Linked DNA regions of Anser cygnoides: region 2 is linked to region 1. The links are chromatin contacts, called in public Hi-C maps. All regions are on one chromosome and are shown on one strand. Each heading gives the region's core, a stretch centred on a gene start, on an enhancer-like site or on the middle of the called end of the contact. The rest is flanking DNA. Distances are from core to core; before and after follow the strand shown.

What was found. A called contact is a pair of places that touch in the nucleus more often than the background predicts.
Region 2: a Hi-C map of liver shows a contact between it and region 1, with 7 times the contacts expected there. The contact joins the promoter of SH3RF1 here to the enhancer-like site in region 1. A contact is called at or near these places in 2 of 7 Hi-C or Micro-C datasets (both in liver).

Annotation. Positions count from the first base shown.
Region 1 is chr4:53,332,346-53,335,045 of Taihu_goose_T2T_genome, reverse strand. SH3RF1 (SH3 domain containing ring finger 1) reads left to right here. Exons shown (of 13, transcript XM_048076229.2): 8 at 691-845. Among named protein-coding and RNA genes, the nearest start is that of CBR4, 32 kb to the right of the region's middle. Within about 2 kb of position 1,280, at least 1 of the 3 cell types and tissues checked has open chromatin away from gene starts, as enhancers often do. A contact at or near this core is called in liver, where this site is marked.
Region 2 is chr4:53,398,551-53,401,304 of Taihu_goose_T2T_genome, reverse strand. It overlaps SH3RF1 (SH3 domain containing ring finger 1), which reads left to right and starts at 1,390. Exons shown (of 13, transcript XM_048076229.2): 1 at 1,390-1,550; 2 at 2,182-2,671. The coding sequence starts at 2,285. LOC125184319 (a long non-coding RNA gene) reads right to left here and starts at 1,357. Exons shown (of 5, transcript XR_010831521.1): 1 at 193-1,357; 2 at 35-116.

The DNA.
Region 1 (2,700 bases), core at 31-2,530:
AACAATTGCTCCATTGAGCCTCAAAAGGCATAGAATCCTGTAGGCAGGACCCCCCTTAGGATCTGCCTGTAAAGCACTGTGCCTTTTTACTGGGGTGTTTGTTAAAGATTACCGATCTCGATAATACTGAATTTCAAAAGCTGACTCTTTAAACTAGAAGAATAGGCAAAAGTGGTAACAATAGCTCAGTGGCTATAGTCTCATATTGTGCTTGCTTTTTGTTACCCATACATCAAAAGAAAATTTTCCCCAGAAGGGGGTGGTTTTGGGTGCACTACTGCTGAATGGCATATTATGTTTCAGCTTCAGGTTACAAAAACAATCATGTTTTGAAGTACAGTCAGCAGTAGGATGTTAAAATCTACCTCCTGGAAGGCTTCTGCATTTTTTTTTTGAGTCCTATCCTAAAGATGTTATAATTAGAAACAATGCTTTCTGTTTTTCCTCTGCTGAGAAATTGCTTGTCATTTGCGTAATTAGCAGCCAAGACTTCAAGATTTTAAAATGCAAAAAGTGAAATACAAACAAACCTAACTCTCCAGTTATATTTTACCAGTAAGTAATGGAATACTGAACTCTAGCTGATTTTTTTGTTTATTTTCTTAGCATATCATACTTCTCTTTCAGCCGATTCAACTCATCAAACAATATTGATCATCTGTTGCTATTTTTTTTCCCTCAAAAAATCAGAATATGAATCCCCCACTTCCACCACCACCTCTCTTGTCTGCTGCAATCATTGCATCAGCTTCTTCTGGACCTCAGTCTGCAGGTGTAATACAAAGGCCGACATCAGGATCAGCTGACCAAATGACACATTTACGACCACAAACTCGTCCAAGTGTGTAAGTAAAATTGAAACTTTTTGCCAATCAGAACAATGCAACGAGATCAATAACTTCATTTGTACTTACTTTGTGCCAGCTGGCTAGGTTCTGCTAAAATTCCCAGGAAACCACGTGTACAACTTAGAACAAAAACAAGGCATGCATAAAGGTGATATCCTCAAATGGCCTTTGTACTGAGGGTTATTTATGCCTTAAGCAAATATCATCAGCTCTTGCTGTGTATAGGAAACACTCACTTCAAAAATATAAAACGTTTATCGTGTCGAAGATGAATGAATCTTTGAGTCAGTGACGAGGACTATGTAACTTGCAAGTGGCAAACACAGGAGTGAATTTATTCAGTGTTTTCTGTTATGCATGGAATGAAAAGGCTATTCTCATATGGAATAACTTATGCCAAAACATAGAAATGCTGTATCTCATTTAGACTGTTATATTAGCATATCATTGCCAGTCTGCTTGTCTGAGATGCGATTGAAATTTGACTGAGGATTCTACAGTTCAGTTAATTAGTGGGTGTCAATTTGGAATGAAGGCAGAAAGCTGCTAGTTAGTATTATGTCTTCACACTTGTACAAGCAAATGTGCATCATCCTTCTGGGTGAAAATATTTTGTGTATTAACATGTGCTTCTGACAACATCTTTCTTCTCGGAAGCTTCTTTGTGTGCAGTTTGGAGAGTAAGAAAGAAAAGAAAAAATAAAAATCAGGAGTGGTTGAACCACGTAATTGGACACATTTGAATAATGCAAGGGCTGCTTTTGTTCTTTCTTTGTTTTTTTATCTTCCCACCAGGTTTCCTCCCACTCCAAAAGAGCGCCCATCTTGTACAGCAGGTGCATCTGGGTTTGGGCTGTTTCTTCAATGTTGAGCATTTTAATGCTGCTTCTTATGGATCATTGTACTTTGTGTAGTTAATCAAGTTCCCATCTCATTTATTCCAATCCTCCATCTTCAAAGGGTTGCTCTATAAGAGGATACTAATGAAATTTGTAATGATTTAACTAAAAGGGAAGTTAATGAACACCAATTAAGGCACATCAGTTGCTTTCCCATAGAGGTTCAGCATGTGGCTTTGTAGATCATGTGCTAGTGAAGCCTTTTGTTGCCAACGTGTTATGTGTAGCCTTTAAAGCATATTATGGACTTGCTTTACTATGTACCTATATTGCCTTTAAAGCATTTTTGCAGGTAATGCAAAAATTCTTGGGTAGACAACGAAGAATACAAATACAGTACAAAGTAGATAAGCACGCAGTTAATGCTATTGTTACTGTGTGTAAAAGACAACTTTGACCAGAGAATGTTTTATAAAGCCTTCTTTCTGCCCCTGGGGTAACAAGGGGAGTGGGAAAGACTAGCACTGCAAGTAACTGTGGATCCTTTTCTAAAACGGGATATTCTACCCATCTACCCTGATTGGCTACATCTTACGAAAAATACATTCTTTTTGAGAAAATGTGATTTATTAGAATGCCATTTCCTGTAGATCAGGGTCCATAATTACATAAATGTTTTTATGTAAACAATTTAAACAGTTTTCTAATGTTCAAATTGTGGCAGAAAATAGAACACCATGTATTGCTTTTTAATATGACACTCTGCATTCTTATTTGAAGACTTCCGTAGGAATATTCCAGCATGCAAATAAAAAAGTTGCAGTTTTGTTGTTTTTTCTCTCTGTAAATCCAGACAGTTTTCTACTAATATTAAAAAAAAAAAAAAGTAAAACGCTTTCTCAATTTTCACTATGATTTCAAATGTGCTATATTATACATTAATGTTGCTTTGCAGGAAAAAAAAGTGAAGAAACTTTAAAAGGTGAACAACTGCTAACTAACTTACCCATAGA
Region 2 (2,754 bases), core at 141-2,640, 66 kb before region 1:
ACAGACTTTACAGAAAACATTCTCAGAGACTAACCTTGATAAAGGGCTAATCTTTTTATCCTGCTTCCCTGAACTTTCATCTTGCTTTTCTGGTCCACCACCTGTAACGTAAATGCCTTTACTGTTTGAGTAGATATTTTACATTCCTTAGGCAACAAACTGAGTTCAGACAACAATAATTGCGTCACTTACAAAAGCATGCTGTGCTGTAAAGGCTGGTAAACCATTGCCCTGCAAACGTGATGAGATCTTGAGAAGCTATGGCCAGAAGCGACAATTAATTGTGAGAAGCACTTCTGCATAGATTCAACAAGCGAGTAGCTCAAACGTACTGCTCATTCCTTCTGTAGCAGCAGTGCTTGCACAGCAAGAGAGAGGAATACTGCGAGACACAGGAATATTCCCAAGTATCAAATGTTCATACCCTTCTCCTCTATTTATGTTACAATACTCCCTGCAAAGCGCAGACATAGACCAGAACCCCATCTGCATCAGTTTTCCTAAACTCCAGAATTTATGGGGGAGGAGGCCTTATTCCTTAATGAACTGTAGATATTTATAACTTTTACTATTCCTACTAATAAAAAGCAGTTAAAGACGTATTTGGCCTGTGCACATATATTTGGAAATCCTAACATTTGCAGAATATCACTTCTGCAGGGAACAACCCAGCTAACAAACAAAACAGCTAAGCCTACCACACAATCTACTGACACGAACCTTCACGACCTACAAAAAACCGCTTTTTATATGCACATAACTTTCAGAAGGATTGGCAACAAGCTGGAATGGCTAACCTGAGCCGCTCAGAACAACATACGGGGAGGCTTTCTGGTTATTTCCCCTCGGAGCTGCAAGCAGAGGCGATGTTTAATTGGAGCCCCTGTACGAACTTGGGCATTTGGCCAGGCACCACCACAGGCAGGGTGCCACACCTGGTTCAAAAAGCGACTTCTTACAACTCCTTTTGGCCGTTTTACCATCAGTTCACGCCTGCGTGAGGGTTCACGTCTTTATTTATGAGCTGCCTCGCAGCGAACCGCCTCACGAAGGATAACCTCAGCGGGGGCTGTCAGGGGCACTTTCTGCCCCCACTCGGCGGCTCAGGGGGTGCCACCCGCAGACAAGCGGCCGGACAGGCCCTCCTCCTCCTCCTCCTCCTCCTCCTCCTCCTCTTCTTCTTCCTCCTCCTCCTCCTCACAGCCGCGGGCCCCAGCTCGGGCCCCGGCCGAGGCCGCACTTGGCGGGCCCCAAGGGGCGGCCATCACGGCGCGGCCCCACCCGGGCGGGGAGGCGCCGCGGCTGAGGGGAGGCGGCTCACACCGAGCCGGGCCGGGCTGGGGGCCGCCCTCCCCGCCGCCCTCCCCTCGGCCTCGGCGGGGCGGTGCCGCCCCCCGCGTCAGCCCTGCGCGGCGGGGCGGGGAAGGGAGAGGAGGGAAGGGAAGGCGAGGGAGGGGACGGCAGCCTTGGCGCTGCCGCGGCGGGAGAGGCACCGGTGGCGGCTCCCGGGAACAAAGCGGGGCCCCTGGGGCCGGCGGCGGCGCCCCACGGTGAGGCACGGGCTCGGGGGGGCACTGGGTCCGCCGGCGGGGCGGGGGGGGGCGGTGGGTCGCCCCCCGCCATGGGGCCGTGACAGACGCGGGCGGCTGCCGTACCCGCTCCTGGGGAGGGGGTGTGGGGGGGGAAGAATCCAAATTTCTAATTTTTTTTTAAATATATTCTTTTTTTTTTCGGCCCGAGCTGCGGTTTAAGGACCTCCGCCTTTTCCTCGTGGCAAAAAAAGGAAAAAAAAAAAAAAGCTTCTGGCAGATAAACGCCCGGGGGTACAGATGTGAGAGGCGAGAGCCGTGAAAAACGAGCGTTGTTCGTGTGGTGCGGGGCAGCTCCCGTGTGGGAGCGAGCTGAGGGCACGGCTGCGGGGAATAAAAGTGCTCGAGAACTTGGATTTAAAACCCCTAGCCCTCCTTATTTATTACAGTACTTCAAGTAAACAGATACGTGAATGTACATCACGACTATTACTTATTGCTGTTGTGATTTTTCTCCCATCTGTTGAAAGCTGAACGCTGAATTAAAGTAGACGTGTTTTATTTTGCGCCTTGTAGGAATATCTCCAGATGAAATAGTCCCAGTGACTCTTTTCTCAGCTTCCTAATGCCTTTTTCCCTCAAAACATTTCAGAGCACGGCCAGGAGAGGAATGGATGTAACATGATAGCCTTGGAGCGCTCAAAACACCCAAATTCTGCGAAGATTTGTTTTTTCGGTTAAGTGATACGAAGAAAATGGATGAATCAGCTCTGCTGGATCTGCTGGAGTGCCCTGTGTGCCTAGAGCGCCTTGATGCTTCTGCCAAAGTCCTGCCCTGCCAGCACACCTTCTGCAAGCGCTGTCTGCTGGGCATCGTCAGCTCTCGAAATGAGCTTCGGTGCCCCGAGTGCAGGACTTTGGTGGACTGCGGCGTTGATGAGCTCCCCAGTAATATTTTGCTTGTCAGACTACTGGATGGCATCAAGCAGAGGCCTCGGAAACCTGGCACCGGCGGTGGGACGGGTGGCACAAACGCTTTAAGGGTCCCGATTACCACTGTTGCTAGTTGTGGCTCGAAGGAGCTGCCGAGCTCGCAAGTTGGACAGCAGCAAAGGGTGCAAGCGCGGAGCCCTCCTGTTCGGGTGAGTACCGAGTCCTGTTGCCATCTCTTCCCTCGCTGGTTCAAAACAGTTGATGTCCCTTGCTTCAGGATAAGGGCAGGCAG